2 separate regions of the Danio rerio genome follow, and region 1 is linked to region 2. A link is a contact called in public Hi-C data. All regions are on one chromosome and are shown on one strand. Each heading gives the region's core, a stretch centred on a gene start, on an enhancer-like site or on the middle of the called end of the contact. The rest is flanking DNA. Distances are from core to core; before and after follow the strand shown. Region 1 holds the start of kif3a (kinesin family member 3A). Region 2 holds the start of kctd16a (potassium channel tetramerization domain containing 16a).

The links. Hi-C and Micro-C count contacts between places; a contact is called where the count stands out from the background.
Region 1: a Hi-C map of an unstated tissue shows a contact between it and region 2, with 1.9 times the contacts expected there. The contact joins the promoter of kif3a here to the promoter of kctd16a in region 2. A contact is called at or near these places in 2 of 18 Hi-C or Micro-C datasets (caudal fin and an unstated tissue).

What each region holds. Positions count from the first base shown.
Region 1 is chr14:28,238,504-28,244,284 of GRCz12tu, reverse strand. It overlaps kif3a (kinesin family member 3A), which reads right to left and starts at 2,765. Exons shown (of 17, transcript NM_001017604.2): 1 at 2,622-2,765; 2 at 977-1,259. The coding sequence starts at 2,627.
Region 2 is chr14:28,080,930-28,086,661 of GRCz12tu, reverse strand. kctd16a (potassium channel tetramerization domain containing 16a) reads right to left here and starts at 4,285. Exons shown (of 1, transcript NM_001037238.1): 1 at 3,368-4,285. The coding sequence starts at 4,258. The coding sequence ends at 3,401.

The sequences.
Region 1 (5,781 bases), core at 1,516-4,015, 160 kb before region 2:
ATGTGATTGTATCTTTTTCAATGACTAGAACATTTAAATCTGAATTAATTAGGATATTTCATAAGAGTGATGAACAACAGGAGATTTCTGATGTTTTCTTCTGGTTGCGCTCATATGTACAGTGAAACAAACTGTAACCATATTTCATTTCTAAGTAGTACAACTAATCAAATTACTTTGTTGTACTACTTTGAAAGACAGAACATCTACAGGTATATACATGCTGCATATGTAAGACAGAGGGAAAAAATTGCATCTTTACTTTTACGTCCATCAGGAATAGATTTATTTAATTATGTTAATGTTATTAACATTTCAAGCTCTACAATGTGAAAAGTCTCAGTAACTATTGTCCATATTGAACGATAACGATACTGTACATTTCAATAGAAGCTATTAAAGCTTCCAGATTTAAAAGAGTAGCCCAACAATCGCTGAAGCCACAAAAATTAGAGGATCCATTAAATGACATAGCATATTTTCAGATCGGTGGCCGAAAATTTAGTACATCTCTTATATCAGCACACTTTTAGATTCCCATTGTTGAACATTTCTGCTGTGTGATTGGCTCTTAGATCAATATAGAGTAAAAAAGGTCAGAGTACATCATTACTGACAAAAACTTTAGAGCGGTTTGATATAATATCGTTTATCGGCCCAGCCTTACTTGACTTTGTGCACAATAAGTGAATGCACAAACAACAGAATGAGAAGTTTTTTTGATTAGCAGATATAAGAGGCCTCACATTTTTTACAGAGCAACATCAAATCTTTAAACCCCTTACAGTATATCGCTTGTGCAATTTTACTATTTCTTGTTAAATATCTGATTCTGCATTATAACTACAACTTAATTGAGACAAATAGCAAATGGCAAGACTTTCCTAAAAAAAAAGTTGTACAACATTTACAAAACATGTACCAAAACATTTGTTATCTGCAAGATCAGACAAACAGACAAAACGGTTTTACTTACCATTGTAACCCTCTAATACGGAGTCTATGATGGGCCGTGCTGTTAAATTATACACATCCAGCTGTTTACTGTCTGGGCCGAACACTGTGTCGAAGGTGAACGTCTTTGGAGGCTCACTGCTTATATCAAGTTTGTTCACAGTGATGGTTCCTCTGATCTCGTCCACAGTTACGGACTGCTTGTGTCCCATTATCTTCTCCTTCTCATTGAGTGGACGACATCTCACCACCACTTTCACATTATCACTCACCTCCAGCTTCTCTGGTTTGTCCAGCTTATTGCTCTGCAAAAAACACATGATCTGTTTGTCAGCAATATGTAAGCAGGCCATAAATAAAAATCCAAATTCATTCATTTTCTTTTCAGCTTAGTCCCTTTATAGTACTGATGTCGCCACAGCGGAATGAACCGCCAAATTATCTAGCACGTTTTTATGCAGGGGGTGCCCTTCCAGCCGCAACCCATCTCTGGGAAACATCCATACACACTCGAACAATTTAGCCTACCCAATTCACCTGTAGCGCATGTCTTTGGACTGTGGAGGAAACCTGACCACCCTGAGGAAACCCACGCGAACACAGGGAGAACATGCAAACTCCACACAGAAACGCCAACTGACCCAGCCGGAGCTCGAACCTTCTTGCTGTGAGGCAACAGCACTACCTACTGCGCCATCACGTCGCCTATATAGATTACTTATTTACGCTAAATGTTTCTCCCTAGCTGTGTGTAGAAGTTTGCTGCTGCCATAAAATTAAGTTTAAAAGTCTGTCTTTCTGAATAGTCAGAATTATGATTATGAAATATAATATTCACTTTATTTCTTTCTATTTTGTATGACAATTATGACGTTTTCTCCTGTTCACAAAAATAATGTAATGGAAGAATATGCTACAGCAAGTAAGTTTTTAAGTAAGTTTTAAGTAAGTCGTTAACCTTCATAATAAAAGTGTCAAATTAATATTTGAGTGTAATTTAGGATGACAAAATGTTATTTCATTTAAAGAAAATTAATTTAAATGTATCATTACAATTGATCATGCTCGTTGAAAGAAGAGATTTATAATTATTACATTTGTTGTAAGCATAGACTGTAACATATAAGCTATATGGGTTCTCTTGTACAATAAAGGTCACTGGCTGTTTGTGTATTAAATAGGTGATGTGGATTCAAAGCTGTTGCTAAGCAGCGGGTTAGACCGCCCGGCCTGCTAACAGCTAATTTAACAGACAACAAAAAAACACGTTCATTTTTTCACAGATAACACAGCTTGTGGGCTGTAGTAATCTTGCCTGAATCAATTTCAAATGAGTCTAAAAGTAAATCTGGCTCGTTGATAAATTTAAATATCGTTAAAGCCCACGAGCTTGCGGCGAAGCTAATAACTAACGTTAACGTTAGCAGGCTGCTAGCTTGAGGTGCACAAAACCTTTCTGGCCATTGGAAGAACAAAATCATCTCGTAACAATTAAACGCATCATAAAACGGAACAATAGTAGTAAAACGCAAGGCATAAAAGCCTGTCAAATAACAGTCTGTGAATATTTGCATGAAATTCCGGTTGCAAGCAAAGGAATGACGGGAAGGTGGGGCATAACAACACATATTATAATGATAAATGAAGATAAGAAATGACAGTCTTACCGGCATTATCAGACGCGGGTTTGTGAGCCTTTTTTGAGACCCAAATAAACGTTTTTTTGTGTGTTTGAAATGATAACCGATGAGCTCATTCGGGTGGATGATGTATTTTTCCAGCTCAAGCGCCCATCCCAACCTGCCCTCTGTAACTGGACATGCGCGGATATCCGCGATCCTGACTTCACCTCGGGATATACATATTTGTGTTTATCCACGTTTAACCTCTTTCATTTTTTCTTATTGAATTTAAGTCTCTCATTTCATATCTGATGCAGATAAAAAATGAATTTAATACGGCGCCCTTCTATTTATCCACGTACACCATTTGTGTTGTTTTGATGTTATTGATACGTTTTCCCTCTTAACATATATACATGTTAACAATTTGTTTTGTGATTTATTAAAGATATTGGTAGTTTAATGCTTTATCTTTTTCCCATCTATAAATTAGTTATTATTAATAGAGACATTCTTTCAAAAACATATACATGTTCACTAATAAAAAAAACGTAACAGGGTCTAACTTAAGCTTGTCCTCCTTCAAACAAATCCTACAAAACAAAGCATAAAATCATAAAAATCGATGATAAATTGCATCCTTGATCACTGTCAGCTTCTACTCCATCAAATGACGTCACCAAATGAGTATGAATGAATGGCACATTCCTCTACAGAACAATTCACAGGAATCAACCATCAGTCCATTTAAGATTTTTTTTTTTGATAAAATCCTTTTTTCCCCACTGTATTTATGTTATTATTTCAGAGACAAATGTTTCTGGTATGCCTCGTTAATATTAATCAGTGGATCAATGCACTAAAAAGAAATAATTTCCTCAGCGTGATTCTGTTGTATAGGCTTACACACACACACACACACACACATTAATGTTAATAAACAGAGTGGATTCTGAAATGTGTTTTGTTGCTTTTTATTAGTTTAGGTTTAGAGTAATAACTTTCCCAAAATTCCAAAATAAAAAATGAAATAAAATAGGAACTGAAAACAGGAAAGTTATAGAATACAGTTGTCAGGATATACTGTATTTGCTATGATGTTTCACACAACAAAACATTTCCACTTTTACTGTTTTGAGACATCAGGAATTTGTGCGTAAAAGACAATCTTATGTAAAGGCCCATTCACATCATGAACAATAACTGTTGTATTAAAGTGCAATAGTTGTCTGAATTGGATCAAAACATTGCACCACCAATGTTGTCCTAAAACTATACAACAACATTCTCTCAGGACAATTTTGAGAATCGACATGACTATAATGATAAAGACACAGTGGAATGATATTGGCCCGATCTCAAATGGCACACTTCATTTGTACTTGAAGTTTGCTATTGAATCCCATTTTCTCTGCAATGCCTTACCACAGGACATATTCTTTTTAAGATTTTTGTTGACACTGTGATTTCAACATTCTCAAAAAAGACAAGGACAGCCCCATAACTGGATGGCCGTTGTTTCAATGCACAGTGGTGGGGTGTTAAAAGAAAAATCTATACATTCCACTATGCTCTTTTTTTTTTAAACCACAACTGATTATGCTTAGTGTGTACAGCTAAATTTGGATCTTTTATTTTTGATTTAAGAGTGTCACCGTGTTAAACATTAGCAAAGTTTAACTTAGCTCAGTGTAAAAGGACAATTAACACTCGCACTGTGCACATGGATCGATTAAAGCCCAAATTATCTTTGATTTTAAATATACATGATGCTCCATTTACATTAAGCTGTGTACAAACTTAGTCGACAGAACAAAATGTACAGCTCACACAACAATTAGAAACATCTTTTAGCCACATGGTGTCAACACTGAGCCAGAATGTTGTTTCAAAGTCTAAAAAAAGAAAAAAAAAACATAACAAACTTCAAGATGTCAAAAAGATGAAAAGTAAAGATGCTAAGGGATTATATAGATCTGCACAGATCTTTTTTTAAAATCCATATTGTATAAATTGTAACTTCTGAAGAGAGAATATGAAAACACTGGATGGATACGTTTTTAACTTATTAAAAATTGTACCTAGAAACGCTGTGCTTTTGACTGCACATATAAACTACTTTGAGTAAGGGGTGTGGCTTGAACATACAAACTACTACTTAAGTAGGGGGCGGGGATTTCTTTTTGCACATTATTCCCTCATGGCAAAGTAACGGTTAGAGGTGCGTGGTTAAGAATATTGTGGCTGAAGCCATCAAACTGACGTCAACAGAGAAGGATTGCCACTCCAAATGCAGAAATAAATGCTCAGACTTTGATTCAAGATTACATAAACATTTTTTTTTTCAGTGGATTATCTTGCATGGATTAATTGATCACCTAAAGAATAACAATGTGCGCTAGCAACATAAACATTGTACATTCTGATTTCACATGAACTTTAAGCTCTGAAAATGCAGACTCAGATGAAGACCACAAGGGTTTAAAGTACCATTTGGGACTTTTGTTAGAGCTAATAATTGCTGAAAAACATTAAAGGGCTAGTTCAACCAAAACAAAAAATTTACTCACTATTTACTCACAATCAAGGGGTTCCAAACCTTATCAGTTTTTTTTTTTCAGTTGGGAGCTGTAACCACTGACATCCATAATAAGAAAAGCAAATACTATGGATGTCAATGTTTACTGTTCAACAACAACAAAAAACAGGGGTCTGTTCTTCGTATCTTGCTTACACGATCTAATACAATTTTTCAGATCCTGGATCTTTTAATTTTGATAACTGATCTCTGGCTAATTTGGTTCTTCAAACAAAGCTGCTGGCTTTACACTTTCATGTGCCAAGAGTATTCAGCAATTTATTTAGTTTTTCATTTAGAGCAGATTTTCTTTATTATAGTAGCCTAGGTCTAATCAATTTTCTTAATCGGCGTAAGGAATAACTGGCTGTTTAACTTAATTTTGCGTCAAAAATGCATTTTGAAATCAGTATCAAAACACCCCCATATTAGCTGTCAAAACAATGAATGCATAAATTATCATTCTTTTAAAAAAGCTGTAGAATATTATGCATGTCTACATCATACACAAGTTGTACTAAAGCCGGTAGACAAAATTGTATGTGTTTGAGTCTAAAAAGTCTATTATAATGTTTTCTTTGAACCTGTTGGGGAGAACCACCCTATGACATTTTTTATTATTTTGTA
Region 2 (5,732 bases), core at 3,036-5,535:
CAAACACATTTAAACCAGATGTGTGTTTAAAATCCAAAATTTTGACTACTTCTGGAAGAGGTGGAAAATAAACTAGCCATATGATTTAACACCTGTATTTAGATTTATCCAATTGTGACTGGATTGACAAAAACTCTTAATCTTTATACCAGGTGTAAACTGGGCCACTCATAAAAAGGTAAGAAAGGGACTTGGCTTTAGGAATGGGCTGGAATTATATCTGATGGTATGATAAGTTTGGATAAAAATATCACAGTTTGACGGTATTGTGCTCACTGCTCTAAAATGTGTTCTTTTTAAATGTCTGAGTAAAAAACTGAAACTTTTTTCCTCTTTGAACACAATATATTTTATTTTGAAAAACATTTAAAATAGCAGAGCAGTAAACATGTCTGGCTAAATAAATGAATCACTGACTTCTGCTGTCTTCATTGAATTCAAAAACAGACTAATTACTATTTAAAATGGCATCTTTTGATACATTTTCTGCTAGGGATACTGTTGTCCTAAAAAAAGTAAATAAAAAAATCTTATACATACATTAGGTATGGTATAGCAGAAAATGTTGGTGATTTTAAAACCCTGACTTTTCCAAACCACAGTACAACTTGAAAACAGTTAATGTCCCATGCCTATTGGTTTTATGTCATTTTTTTAGGTTGATTAGATTTTTAAAAATGTGTCAAACGAATGTGAAGCAGCAGGAGCATGTTTAAGTGAACTAAAAGATTGACATTTGTATAAGTCACCAGGGATAATTCCATTAGTTTTTTAAAGGAAAACTAAAATTAATAACCAGTGATGGTAAGAGTACTGAAAAATCATACTTAAGTAAAATTACCATTACTTGCCTAAAAATGTAGAGCAATTAGAGCAAGGACCTGTTATAAATATTTCTCAAAGTATGAGTAAAAGGTAGCCCTTTGAAAAGCACTCAAGTACTGAGTAGTGAGTATTACACTGTAAAAAGCTGATGCATTTACATATAATTTGTGGATGTGTATAAACGTAACATTATGTAATGCATTTAGTTATTTTCCAGCAGGCACACAACATCATAAGACGTTAATATAAAGTTAGATTTAGGTTGTGATGTCAGGTGACCAAAATTTAATGTCTATCCAGCGTCTAAGGATAACATTAGTTTGTTCTCCAATAACGACGTCAAATGGCATTGATTTTAGATCAGTTTTAGGTTGTGAGAGTGAGTGACCAACATCCAGCATCGAGCTAACATCTTAAACCATATTGACATTAAATACTAACATTTATTTGTCAAGTATGGCAACCAAAATCCAACGTCTGATAGATGTCATAGTGGTAACGTCCAAACAACGTCAAACTGTAACATTATTACCTATTGATTTGGATGTTGGACATTGACGTCGGCCTGATGGTGGATCCTGAAGTCAAACCGATTGTCATTTACAGACAAAATGCATCGTCCCTACGACGGTGGGATACAGCGTCAATCTGACGTCATGTTGGTGTCTTATGCCTGCAGGGTGTTTAAGGCCCTTTTGTTCATCATACATTAAACATCGGTCAGCTTCTCATCAGTGACATGCATCTAAACACTCTCTTGGTCAATGCGAGTAAAGATTTTGGACATGTTCTTGGACATTTTTAACACTTCCAAACAGTTTGCCACAATTTTAAATCGCCCATTTCTTGAGGTAGTTCATTATGATGCGATTTACTGTACCTTCTGTGTGCTTTTTGATTGGACTTGCAGGACTGATTTTTCCCAATCACCATAGACAGAAAAAAATAAAGTAGTGACTGCAGGTTGAAGGAACGTAGTGGAGTAAAAGTACTGATACTGCTTTAAAAAATGTACTCAAGGCAAAGTAAAAGTACACATTTTTAAAACTACTTCGTAAATTACAATTCCTGAGAAAAACTACTCAATTACAGTAATTTGTAATTTATTCATTTACACCACTGATAATAAGAGATTTTTAAAAAAGCAGAGGGTGCATTTAAAACGCAATATCACTTTTGCAACTGATTTTCATATAGACTCATCACCTTATTACATATTTCTATGTGTCATATTTTTTCTCCCTTATTTGTGGGCTATAAGAGAGGTTGAGTGCTGCAGTAATTATACTGATGACAGAAAACAAATCATTAAGCAACCATATGTCCAATCGCCCCAAATCTTGTGACTGTCCTCCTGAAGCGCTCCATTACAGGCCTACTCTTTTTAGGATTTCCAAGGGGACTCATTTGGAATTAAGCACAAAGTGATTTTTAATTGGCCATATGCTGCAACATCTCTCTCATTTAAGACAATACAAGTCAAATGAACCGATAATGCAGGCAAGCGCTGGAGAACAAATGTATATTCAAAAGGTCCACTTACATGTATTTGTACTTACTTACTTAAGTAAAGAGAGAAAGAGCGAGTGAGAGAGAGGGAGGGAGGAAACGGCTGAGCGACATGACCATCGCTGTGGTAGATTACTGAAATATTCATACCACACTCTGTTCATATCCCTGAGAGCTAGACTTGAGGGAATTGTCCACATCTGCATTGGCTCAAAAGCCTCTCCCACTTTCTCTCTCTCTCTCTCTGGTTCTGTTTCTTTTCTACCAATGTTCTGAGCGGACACACTCAGTCTCAGTTCAGTCTGCTAATACTTAACAGGAAGTGCATTTGTCACCTGGAGAAATGAGCACAATCTTTTTATTCAAGGCAAATCCTGAAAGTGTCCAGGACAAAAATGAGCAAACTATCAGAGTACGCCGCCTGGTGGTCACAGCTTCATGCACGCCCTTGATTTACTTTAATATTTTAGCATTTAGAATTTAAGATTTTGTCGTCAAAAAAAAGTTTGAATACTGATTGAGATAAAGTAATTTCAATTAAAATTGGCAATTGTTTTTAGATTTCATTTTTAACCATTTGGTAACTGACCACTGACCAATCAATTAACCATTTTTACTCTTTTGGTTTTGTTTTCTGACAACTTTTGTACAGTATATAAATATTTTTCGACCTATCATATTTATAACATTTTATCTATTGACCCACACATCAGTAATGTGATCAGACAACAGAATAATGCATGTTGTTAAATTGCTGGAATGTTAACTTTCAAACAGGGAAATGTAAACTAAATAGGCTCATTTTAGGTCAAATTGTACACATACTAATAAAGTCATACTAGAAAGACATACTAGAAAGAAAAAATGATAAGAGAAAAAAGTGGGATGCTGTTGGGTTACTAATGCTCTATGTAATCATGTAATTCATAAAAAGTAACTGTAATCTGATTATGTTCATATTAAGAAGCAATATAATCTAACTACGAGTACTCCATTTTGTAATCTGATTACGTAATCCAGATTACATCTCATCTGATCAGTAACTACCCAGCATTGCCAAATGGCTTTATTTTCTTTCTTTTTGTAATACAACGTAAAGAGTAAATAAGCTGTACTTACGATAGAAGACGTACTCTGTGTTGTTGGACCAGTATCTATCATCAGCATGCCTGTTGTGGGGAGATGTGGTGAGTGATGAATTGCACGCGACGATGTGGAACCCGCTCTCCGCGAGCATATCAAACGCTCGCTCCAGGTGGCGAAACTTCAGGTAAAACTGAGAAGTGTAACGCTCCGGCGGTCTGTCAGGATCCCGGCTCTCGTTTAGTGCGTCGCCGAAAACTTCTTTCGCCAGACCGACTCTTCCGCAAATGAAGATTTTGGGTATTCCGCGGGCTTTGGGATCAGTGTCCCTCCCGAATGCGCACGAGCTCTTGTACCCGACCGTGATGAAGCCGTAGCGTCGGTCGCGCGCGTCCAGGTAAGAGGCTGGATATAACCTCTGGTCGCTTCCCTGGGATGCTTCGTCAAAATCACTGTGACTATAATCATCTGGGGTTAGGATTTTGACGAGCTCGGGCAGCTGGAAAAACTCAGCTTCGCGTTTCAGCCTCCCCTTCTCCGGAAAATAATCCGGCAGGACGACAGTCTTATCGCGGAGATAGTCCAGCACGTACCTAAAGAGAAATCCGTCCCGGTCGATGAAGTAGCGTCCCTTGATGTCCTGCGTGAGGTCGTTAGAAATGTCTTTTTTAGAGGAGAACAATTTACCCAGCAGTGAGTTTGGCACACTGGTGAGGGTGACATGGCGAGTGTAGTACACCTGTCCACCTACATTGAGCTCCACCACATCAGAAGAGCAACTCTGAGCACATCCACTGTCCTTGGGCGTTTGATAAGTCCTGCAATTTTCAGTCAGGGCCATTTCGGTGTGTTACTCTTCAAAAAACGTGAAGACGCAAAAGTTTTCGACTCGATTTCAGCGTGCAGAAAGTAAAGAAGAACATAACCTGCCCACTTTCTAATAGACGTTCATCGTCCATCGTGCTACATACAGCATCTCTGAGACCTGCAGAGTGTTTATAAATGTATAAATGCAGCAAATCGACAGCATGAGACTACTCGGTTTCTCCCACGTTACATAGATGAATATGCATTGCCTGTTATTTATTGAAAGGTAAAAATAGACGAGCTCTCACCCGAGGGAACCAATTGTGCAGCTCATCCAGCAGAAAATCCAAAAATAAGTTCTGCTTATAAAAAATGAAAAACTGCACCAACCCAGACAGCTTCAACTTCCTTCAGAAGAGCGCTTCTCTCTTGTTCTCTCTCCCTCCCTCTCTCTCTCTCTCCTAGGAAACCTTCTCCGTCCAGAATAGTTAGTCTACATGTACCTGGCACTCACCCAGGATATCAGTAAAAGCATCTCAAGCAGAAAAGGAGGGTGCATTGGGAAGTTTGTGCATCCTTACTCTCCAGAGCATCAGCAGCGTAGTGCGAATGAATGCAGCGTGCTGAGAGAGGCTTTGGACGGGGGAGGGAGACCATTCTTAGGGAGATGAGCCTTACATCATCTTAAAGGAAAATGACAGCTGGAAAGATACAAGCATCGCACCCTGCTTCTCCAGATTTCCAAATATACTCCTGCAATTACTGTGCTAGATTGGAACATGAATTAGTTAGGCTGTGATATGAATTATCACCTCAGAACTTGATTGATCTATTCACAGTGCTTGAGCTCAAATCCCACATGCCTTCACAGAGATCAGCTCTGGTGTAAGTTTAGGGGGGATCTTGGGGTATGTTCTGGTTTCAGGACCACGGACAGATCCTCTCAAACTCTGCTCCATTTGGATTAGCAGACTGCAAACAAGCACATCTGTTGGCTACTTTGTTGCATATATCTTGCTAGTATGAGACAAGACGCGCTATGCACCCAATACAATTTTTAAATTTCCTTCCTTTTAAACTTGTTTTAATTATCATTTTTTTTGTATTTTTTATTTCTTATATTAGTGTTATTATTTTATGATGCTTTAAAAGATTCCAAAAATGAAATTTACTCACCTACTTGTTTCAAACCTTTATAAATGTCTTTATTTTGAAGATTTTTTAACAATGTTGGAAACTAGTACCATTACTTCAATATTTTTTGTTGTTGTTTTGTTTTTACAAGGTAACTCAAAAGGAACTACTTGAGGGAGAAAAAAACAGTTGGTAAATAAAGAATTTTGGGTGAACTATCCCTGTAATCTTCTTGTTTATGTAAATCCTTTTAAATTACCATTGTGTATGAAATGTGCTACATGAATAAACTTGCCTTCAACCAAACCCCAAACGTGCCTTGACCCAAACCCCTTAGGCAATCAGAACTATCGTAATACTTTGTAGCAGAGATA